Linked DNA regions of Sus scrofa: region 1 is linked to region 2. Evidence: chromatin contacts called from public HiChIP or PLAC-seq data. All regions are on one chromosome and are shown on one strand. Each heading gives the region's core, a stretch centred on a gene start, on an enhancer-like site or on the middle of the called end of the contact. The rest is flanking DNA. Distances are from core to core; before and after follow the strand shown. Region 1 overlaps ZC3H7B (zinc finger CCCH domain-containing protein 7B). Region 2 overlaps ACO2 (aconitase 2).

Region 1 (4,681 bases), core at 1,999-4,498, 170 kb before region 2:
GAAGGCCGGGAGGGAGGGAGGGAGACAGGAGACTGGTGAGGCGGGCGGCGGTGCTGGAGTTCAGACGGCGGAAGGTGTCCTCTGAGGAGGTCTGGCTGCAGCCAAAGCTGGAGGCTCAGCCTGGGTTGATGAAGTGACTGCTGCATGTCAGTTCCCAGGAGCCTCCACAGAAGCCAGCTCCTTTCATCACATTTAATGGCCCATAGAAAACGGGCTCGTTTTCCTTGCTCTGTCATCACCAGCCATGGGGCTCCTTCCCACCTTGTTTATGTCTCCCGGTGAGTCCGTTTCTTTGCAGGCGCCCTGATGGCTTCTGCAGGTGTACTAGCGCTGTCTCCCCATCAGGCTGGGGAGGCCCAGAGGGAAGGGGCAGCTGCGTTTCTGCCTTTAGGACCCATCCGTAGTTGACTTCAGTTCAGCAGCAATTTCTGAGCCGAGAATCAGAGGCTGTGCTTGATGGTGACAGTGGCAGTCGCGACAGCAGCCACCAGGTCTGGAATGTGGCTGCGTACCGACACTGTGCTTGCACTTTTGGTGCTTTCTTTTATTGACTCCGCTTAAGGACTCTTCAAGGCAGGACCGATTATTAGCAGCCCCATTTTGTAGATGAAAAGACTGAGGTTTCAGTCATGGCTGAGGTAGAGCATGGGGTCAGAGGGAGCCAGGCCCGCAGGAGAGATGCCTTCAAGCCATCTCAGTCGCCATGGAACTCTTTTCTCACCTGTCTGGAAACCCTAATTTTCTAACATTTGTATCGTGCTTTGCCCAAGGTCTCTCATTAATCCTCATGATAATCCTTCAAGGTGAGAGAAGTCCCCGCTTTTCAGAAGAAAACCGATGGGCCACCCACTCTTGGCTTCTGCCTGCCCTGTCTGCACTGTGACTCAGAGAGGGAGCAGGGTGTCACATTTCCTGGGCCAAGAACAGTCTTCTGAAGTGCTGGGCTCCGTGGGTGAGCGTCTGCGGAGTCCTTCCTTGACGGCTGCAGGCAGGTCGAGGCTGTGACCCTCATGGGCTTTTCGGAAGCTCAGCTAAGCTCTTGGTTTCTGGAACATTCCATGTCATATCCTGTTCCTGTGCAGGCAGAGGACCGCAGGGCAGGGAGTCCAAAGTCCTGGCTTTCATTCCCAGCTCCAGCACCCCCTCGCCGTGAGCCGGGGCACCACCATCTCATCGCCTTGTCGCAGTCCCCTCGTCTCTGAAAGGGCCTTGCTGATTCCATCCCCTCCGCCCCAGGTTTCCTCTAGACTCAAATGAAGGGACTTTGAAAGCTATAAAGACCACCCAGTGTGAGGTCATGGGTGGGGTCACCTGAAACTCTTTTTTTTTTTTTTTTTTTGGTCTTTTTGCCTTTTCTAGGGCCACTCCTGTGGCATATGGAGGTTCCCAGGCTAGGGGTCTAATCGGAGCTGTAGCCGCCAGCCTATACCACAGCCACAGTAACGTGGGATCCGAGCCACGTCTGCGACCCACACCACAGCTCATGGCAATGCCAGATCCTTAACCCCCTTCACGAGGCCAGGGATTGAACCCACAACCTCCTGGTTCCTAGTCGGATTCATTAACCACTGAGCCACGACGGGAACTCCTCACCCAAAACATTTTAAAACCTCCAGAATGTTCCTGGATCTTCTCCACTGTCCACCTTGGCCTGGACCCCTGCCGTAGCCTCCTAACTAATCTGCCACCTTCCCCTCTTGTCATCCATCCTCAATGCAGCGACCCAGAGGATCTTCTCAAGGCGGGAACGAGACCCTGTCCCTCCGCTGCTGAAAACCTGCCAGTGGTTTCCTGGCACACGCAGAGCAGTGCTGACTGCCCAGCGTGGCCTGCGTGTAGCTCTGTGACCGGCCTCAGCCCGTCCCTTGCACCTTGCTCCCTACATGGCCTTCACGTGCTTGTTCCCAGCTCAGGGCCATTGCCTTAGCCATACCCTGTGCCAGGTGTGCCCTTCCCTTCTCCCATGTTCCCACAGCTGGCTCCTTATCTCTCTTATATGCCACCTGGTCAGGAGGGCCTTCCCCAGGCTCCCGGCCCAGCCCACCCCCATCACGTCCTGGCGCTTTTCCTGTTTGAGTTTCTTTGCGGCTCTTATCTCTGTCTTCACTTATCTCGTGCATTTAACACTGGCCTTTTTATTTATCTTTCCACACATGGACCACAAGCTCCCCAAGGCCAGCGACTTCATTAACCTTGTTCCCTCGGTATCTGGCGGAGCCCAGAGCATATAAACCTGTCCTGTGGTTATTTGTTGAGTAAATGAATAATAGTAGCGGTGTGGTCCAGGGCAGCCCTTGCCAAAAAAGAGCGGCCTAGATAGAAACTGCAAAGAAATTGGTGTTGACTGTTTGAAAAATACTTACATGATCTTTTTTTTTTTTTTTTTTTCCCTTTTTGGCTGCCCCATGCCATATGGAGTTCCCAGGCCAGGGATCAGATCCGAGCTGCAGTTGCAACCCACGCTGCAGCTGTGACAGCGCCGGATCCTTTAACCCACTGTGCCGGCTGGGATTGAACCAGCCACCGGGGCTGCAGAAGAAGCTGCCCGTCATGTTGCACCACAGCAGGAACTCCTTTACAGGATAATTTCGAAAGTTGCCAAGTATTCTCTGACAGTACCCAGTTCAGCCAAAACACAAATTTCTGACCTCGTGTGTGTGTGTGTGGGGGACCATGTAAATCTGCAAAATAGTGGATATCATTAGCTCCATCTTGTAAATGTCAGAACGGAGGTTCAGATTGATATCCTGAAAGCTAGCGTGGGACAGGGCTGGGATTGGAACCCGGCTCCGGGCTCTTTGCACTGCCCCAGTCTGTCTTCAGGCAGTGACGTAGGCAGAGCAGCCCATGAAACTGTCTTGGTGCCCAGGTGGTAGGACCCAGGATTTCTGCTGCCATGAACAGGAGCAGTGACTTCTCAGTTGCTAAAAAAAACCAAAAAGTAAGCAGTCACCCTGAGCTCTGGGGACTCTGGGCAAATTCTGGGTGGTTTTTTTTAAGTATACGCTCCCATGGTTCCCAAGGGTTTTTACAATGAGCTTCTGTTACTTTTCTATTTAAAAAAAAAAAAAAAAGTCATTGTTTCAGTGTCTCCCTTTAGCAGTATAGTGGGCTGGTCTTGATGGGGAAGCTGGCGTAGAGGCTATGCCCCTGGGGAGAGATGTGGGTTTGAACCCTTCTATGTAGATGGGTCCTCAGGTTGTTGGGAAAGAGAAGGACAAGATGAAGAAAGGAAAAGCCCTCTGTAACCGGAATGCTGCAGGCACAAGAGGATTCATGCTTTGCAGCTGTCAGTTTGGCTTGTGGTGGGGCAGTGGGGGAGGCCTGGCGGAAGTTTCTTGAACTTTCGTTTCTATTCAAGGTGGCCAGTTTAAAGAAACAGAGCGCGGCCTGCTGAGGCCTGTGGGCGTCCACAGCAGGTCCATTCCTGGACACGATCCTGGCGGAGCCTGGGGCGTGCCAGTGTCTGCAGCCTTCTTCCTGGGTAGCAGTGTGGCCTTGGGCAGGTCATGGATCCCTCCAAGCCTCATTTAAAAAAACGTTTTGTTTTGCAAGCCTCGTTTTTCAGCGAAACGGGATAATAGCACCGACGGTGAGATTATTGTAGGGATAAATAACAGGATTCCTGAGAGCAGGGCTTCTAAATCCCCTCTGCACCGCAGACCTGCCGGGCAGCCTGGGGAAGCCCATGAATGCCTTCTCAGAACACTCTTTTTAAATAAAGCGAAACACACAAGGTTGCAAAGGAAACCTGTTCTCTTGAACTACAGCTGGGCTTTTTTGACGAAGCACTAACAAATAAGATTTAGCAGCGAGTCTAACCTAAGTGCCGTGATTTCGAAGTTGTGGCAAGCACGAACACCTTACGTCTGCAGTCGCTGACATGTGACAGGGAGAAAAGCTGTGATGTCTTGTCTGACACTCTGGTGGTGCATTGCCTCCGTTCGTAGTCGAGGGGGGTGTTCACTCTCAGGTAGAAGTTAGTGGAAAAATTATAAATGTTCCCCAGACCCCAGAAGAAAGGTCCCAGACCCCTGAATTCTCTCCCTGGGCCCCAGGTTCAAAACCCCTGCCATAGAAGGTACCCGACGGCCAGTAGGTAGTCTCCAGAAGTGAGCTTGGACCGCTCCCTGACCTCCTCGGAGCAGAGGGTGCGTGGGTGGACAGACGGGGCGCGGAAGAACGACGGGGAAGGCATGAGTGCAGCCCTGGAAAGCGGGCTAGGGGGTCAGGGCTGCGAAATGAAAGCCTTCCTGGCTGTCAGTACGTGCCAGGCAGGAAGATGATCTAACCTCAGGTGCTGTTCCCGTCTGCAGGCCGCAGGTGCAGGGGTGGGCCGGGGGCTGGAGTGTGGGTCTAGGCTGAAGGCAGCCTGAGCGGATGGGGGGAGCACTCTTAAGCTGGGAGGTGATGCTGTGTGTGCTCCCAAGGCCAACTGCCAGAGTCCGAAGCCCAGCTCTGCCTCTTACTAATGGTAACCCCGGCAGGTCACGACCCCTCCTTGCGCCTTGGTTTCCTCATCTGTAAAATGGGGATGATAATAGTACTTTCTTAAGGGAGGTTAATTAAGTGGGTGGGTTTTTTGTTTTGTTTTTGTTTGGTTTTTTTTTTTTTTTGTCTTTTTTGGGCTGCATCCGTGGCATATGGAGGTTCCCAGGCTAGGGGTCAAATTGGAGCTGTA
Region 2 (4,893 bases), core at 1,116-3,615:
TCGGCTGAGCCACAATGGGAACTCCAAGGTCTTGGATTCTTTTTCAGATCATTCTGGAAAACTACGCGTACCCTGGGGTTCTTCTGATCGGCACTGATTCCCACACCCCCAATGGCGGTGGCCTGGGGGGCATCTGCATTGGAGTCGGGGGTGCTGATGCCGTGGATGTCATGGCCGGGATCCCCTGGGAGCTGAAGTGCCCCAAGGTGAGGGGTGGGCAAAGGCTGTTGAGGCGGCAGCAGAGGGGTGGCTGGTGGGGAGGAGTGGGAGGTGTGGGGCCCAAAGGGGGTGGGAGGAAAGCTCAGGCTCAGACCTCTGGGGAGGAGGCAGGGCTGAATACGCTGAAATGGGCATGCCAGCAGGCGGATTCCTGGTTGGGACGTGGCGCGTGGCAGGCAGGGCCTGTGACTGCTTTCTTGCCCTACTGTTCAGGTGATTGGTGTGAAGCTGACGGGCTCGCTCTCTGGCTGGACCTCACCCAAAGATGTGATCCTGAAGGTGGCGGGCATCCTCACCGTGAAAGGTGGCACGGGTGCCATCGTGGAGTACCATGGGCCTGGCGTGGACTCCATCTCCTGCACTGGTGAGGAAGGCGGCCACGGGACATGGCTCTCAGGCTGCACTGGGCCTCATGGGGCCTGCAGTCGAGCCATAGAAGCAGTGGATGGCCTCCTGAGAAGCCGCCCAGGCAGTTTAGAGACTTCGGGTGGACACTTTGAGGTAGAGGGGAGACGGTCTAGTCCAAGACTGTCTGAGTCGGGGCCCTTCAAGGATGGCGGGTAGCTGTGGCCGCACGGAGTTAGGCCCTGAACCAGCTTGGCCATGGCCCTGGGCTGCCTTGGGTGATCCAGGAGAAAAATCCACAGAGGGTGGTGGTGGGAACAGGGAATCAGCGCCAGGGCTTGGGTCACGAAGTCGCTCCATTCTTACATCTTGTCTTGGCTGAAGGTGGAGCCCGCTCTCTTCCTTTGAAGGAGAGGCCATCACTTGTTAGTGTCCAGACCCGGGAGAAGCCAGCCCCTTCCTACTCACCACTCCGGGTGCCCTGGTCTCAGTGCCTGGGCCCTTGGAAATCCAGGTAGACCGGGCACGAGCCTGAGAGAGGATTTGGTCCAGACTTCCCCAGGCACCTGCCTCAGCTCAGCTGGCCCTTGTTCCCTCCAGTGAAATGGGGTCACTCTTTAGGTGGTCCTTACTGCCACTGGACAGCTCAGTTAGAAAGTTGGTGGAGTTCCCGTCATGGCGCAGCGGAAACGAATCGACTAGGAACCATGAGGTTGTGGGTTTGATCCCTGGCCACACTGAGTAGGATAAGGATCTGGTGTTGCCGTGAGCTGTGGTGTAGGTCACAGATGCAGGTCAGGTCCGGCATTGCTGTGGTATAGGCTAGGCAGCCGTAGCTCAGATTAGACCTCTAGCCTGGGAACCTCCATATTCTGTGGGTGTGGTCCTAAGAAGCCAAAAAAAGGAAGTTGGTAAGAAGCCAAGACCCATGTCCCCACAACCCGTGAGGCTGGAGTCCTGAGAGCAGTCAGGACATCTGTAACCCTTCAGCTCTGTGGGCGGCTCGTTGTCCAGGCAGTGCACATCATTCCGGTAGTATTGCTGGAAAGAGTGCAGGCCTGCACACCACGCAGAGACCTAGGCCTGCACGCCACGCTTGCATTTGCTGTATGGCCCGGCCTTGGACCTGAGCCGGTTCGCTCACCTGCAGATAGACACAGTAACGACTGGGCAGTCTGGCCAGGTCAGCTTTCATTACATGGCGACAGGTCAGCCAGACCCAGAACTGGAGCGCGGCTTGTAGGGGCTGAATCTTGTGTCCTCCTCACTCCACCCACCCAGTGGCCACTCGGAGCTGGGACACTGAGCTCTGGCCCGTGGCCTCTCTTTACTGGCTCTTGTGTTAACCATGGGCCACAAGGACAGTGCGAGCGAGGGAAAGAATGATGCCAGCTCCCTGGTGTGAAGGCATGTGTGCAGACCTAACCAGGGTGTGGGACCCTCACCAGCTGCTCAGCCAGCCCTGCCCGTGGGCTCTGCTTCTCCGCAGGCATGGCGACAATCTGCAACATGGGCGCAGAGATCGGGGCCACCACCTCCGTGTTTCCTTACAACCACAGGATGAAGAAGTACCTGAGCAAGACAGGCCGGGCAGGTGAGCCAGTGGGGGTCTAAACCAGGGGCCCCCAGACTGGCTCCGAGACGTCCCTCGCGGTCGCTGAGGCATGTGTGCCCTACTGCTCCTGAGCGGGATGTCTGTAGCTCTCAGCTTCTCAGGGTGTGAGGCGGCCGTGCCTCAGGATTGGAATTGAAGTTTCACCTGAAAGGTGTCTGAACACCGGTTCTCCTTGGCCTGGTCCCCAGTGCCCTCTACAGGAAGCTCTGGAAATGACATGGATTTGCTTCTGTTTGTAATTCCTGCCCTAGCGGAAACGTTAGGAACAAGAACACTTTCTCAGCCTTCCCCAACTTCCCTGAGGCTCTAGCTTGGCTTCTTTGAAGCCCAGAGTTGGAAATAAGGCCTGCAGGAGAGATTGCTGGAGCCTCTGAAGAGAGATGAGGGGGAATTGGGGGAGCCCGAGGCCAGGGGGCCCTGGGGAGAGTGTGTCTGTTTCTAAGCTCTGGCACATGGAGTCCTACCTAGAAGGCCCTTCCCTTGTGTTTATATCATGTGACTTCTTTTCCTTTAAAACTCAGTGCTTCTCCGTGTCCCTCTGTTCCTGGGTGCCTCTGTCATACTATGTTGAAACTTCTGGCCGATAGCTTCCTTTCTAGATTGCGATCCCCTCAAGGCCAGGAACAGTGTCCTGTGGTGTTTGCTTTGTTCTTTGTTTTCCCAGCCAGTGCCCAGGGCTCAGGGTTGGGCAGGTGCCAGGTACCTGTGGCTCATGTGGATGGACGGATGGAGGCTTATGACCAGTTTGCTTTACATGCCTCTTTCTCCCCCTTGTTAATTTCAGATATTGCCAACCTCGCTGACGAATTCAAGGACCACTTGGTACCTGACCCTGGCTGCCATTATGACCAAGTGATTGAAATTAACCTCAGCGAGGTGAGGAAGGGAATTGGTTCCAAGGAGCTTGAGGATGGGCGATCAGACCCCGTCTGGGGACTTCTGGTGGGCGCTGGGGAGAGCCAGGGCAGGTCCCTGCCTGTACACCCAGCACAGCTCCTAAGCTTTTGGTTCCCTAGTGTGTCTGCAAACCGCTGCCTGAGTCAGGCACAGTGGAGTGGTAGGGCAGCAGGAAGGCTAGGTAGCCTAGGGGAGAGTAGGGGTGGCGGTGGCTAGTGATTCAGAAACATTTGCCCCCTCTTCAGCTTTAGCAGAAGCCAAGATTTCACTTGAGCTTGCTTTGTTAGAGTTCAGAGGACAAGGCCCCAAATTCCCAGGCCTGAGCCTGGCACCCTGAGACCTGTAGACAGGGCGGCTTTGGAAGGCCAGAGGAAGGGTGGGTCAGAGGAGCAGAAGCAGCGGAGTGGCCAAGGGTAATAATTGCTAACGTTTATTGAACGCTGACTGTGTATCAGGTGCTTTGCTAAATGCTTCACATTGATTAATAAGTATTATCAAATATAGGAATTCCCATTGTGGCTTAACGGGTTAAAAACCTGACATAGTGTCCCTGAGGATATGAGTTCGATCCCTGTCCTTGCTCTTTGGGTTAAGTATCTTGCATTGCCACAAAGTGCAGCATAGGTCCCAGATGCAGCTTGGCTCTTGCTATGGCTGTGGTGTAGGCCAGCAGCTGCAGCTCCAATTTGACCCTTAGCCTGAGAACTTCCATACACTGCAGCTGTGGCCCTAAAAAGAAAAAAAAAAAAAAAAAGGTATCACATATAAAGTATCTGGGGAGTTCCCGTCATAGCTCAGCAGAAACGCATCTGACTAGCATCTATGAGGTTGCAGGTTTGATCCCTGGCCTCGTTCAGTGGGTGAAGAATCCAGCGTTTGCCGTGAGCTGTGGTGTAGGTCACAGACCTGGCTCAGATCCTGCATAGCTATGGCTGTGGTGTAGGTGGGCAGCTAAACTGGTGAATTTAACTGCTAGCCTGGGAACTTCCATATACTGTGGGCGTGGCCCTAAGAAGTATCTGGCCCTTAAGTCTGTGTTTTCCTAAGATTCCAGAAGCACCACAGTATGGGAGAAAATGGGCTTAGGAAGCTGGCAGCCTTGATTCATTCCATCCTCTGCTATCTCCCAGCTGTGTGACCTTGAGCAAAGCATGGCAGCTCTGTCACCTGCAGACTGGGGATAACAGCCTGTGGGGTTGGAGGAATCCCAGGGGCTGGTGCATGGATGGTGCCTGTTGCTCAGGCGTTTCCTGGGTTGAGGTCTGAGCCAGGCGAGCAGGGGTTGGCCTGCCTCCCAGGCCCCGCATGACTTGGTGAGCCCTGAAGAGAGAGGCGGTCCACACACCAAGACCTGCTCTCTCCTCTTGCCTTTTGTCCTTTAGCTGAAGCCACACATCAACGGGCCCTTCACCCCTGACCTGGCTCACCCCGTGGCGGAAGTGGGCAGCGTGGCAGAGAAGGAGGGGTGGCCGCTGGACATCCGAGTAGGTGAGCACCTCCCCCTGCCCAGGGCCAACCCAGGGCAGCGCCCAGTCGCCTGTGCTGACCACAGGGTCCTTCCTGAATGTGCCGGGCACTTTCAGAAATAGTTGGTTTTTTTTTCTTTAAGGCTTTTTGAAGAAACTGTTTTTCTTGGTATAAAACATATGTATACCCGTGTAGAGAAATATTGACAAAGAAGAATTTTAAAATACCCTGGATTTCAACCCTCAGGCAGAACCAGCTCTCGGAGCTCTTTGCCCATGTTTCTGTGTACTCGGCACACTGGGGGTATTTTTCTGTTTTACAAGCATCTCCTTATACCAACCACGATGCCT

The links. HiChIP or PLAC-seq counts read pairs in DNA pulled down with a chosen protein or histone mark.
Region 1: an H3K27ac HiChIP or PLAC-seq map of alveolar macrophages shows a contact between it and region 2. The contact joins two enhancer-like sites. A contact is called at or near these places in 1 of 5 promoter capture datasets (skeletal muscle), 2 of 47 Hi-C or Micro-C datasets (epiblast stem cells and liver) and 1 of 2 datasets of contacts at active chromatin or transcription factors (alveolar macrophages).

What each region holds. Positions count from the first base shown.
Region 1 is chr5:7,192,163-7,196,843 of Sscrofa11.1, reverse strand. All of the region lies in intron 1 of ZC3H7B (zinc finger CCCH domain-containing protein 7B), which reads left to right. Among named protein-coding and RNA genes, the nearest start is that of ZC3H7B, 6.9 kb to the left of the region's middle. Within about 2 kb of position 3,248, at least 31 of the 83 cell types and tissues checked have an H3K27ac peak or open chromatin away from gene starts, as enhancers often do. A contact at or near this core is called in alveolar macrophages and liver, where this site is marked.
Region 2 is chr5:7,020,958-7,025,850 of Sscrofa11.1, reverse strand. ACO2 (aconitase 2) reads left to right here. Exons shown (of 19, transcript NM_213954.1): 5 at 48-206; 6 at 433-583; 7 at 2,054-2,158; 8 at 2,964-3,055; 9 at 4,459-4,564. Among named protein-coding and RNA genes, the nearest start is that of POLR3H, 24 kb to the right of the region's middle. Within about 2 kb of position 2,365, at least 6 of the 83 cell types and tissues checked have an H3K27ac peak or open chromatin away from gene starts, as enhancers often do. A contact at or near this core is called in alveolar macrophages and liver, where this site is marked.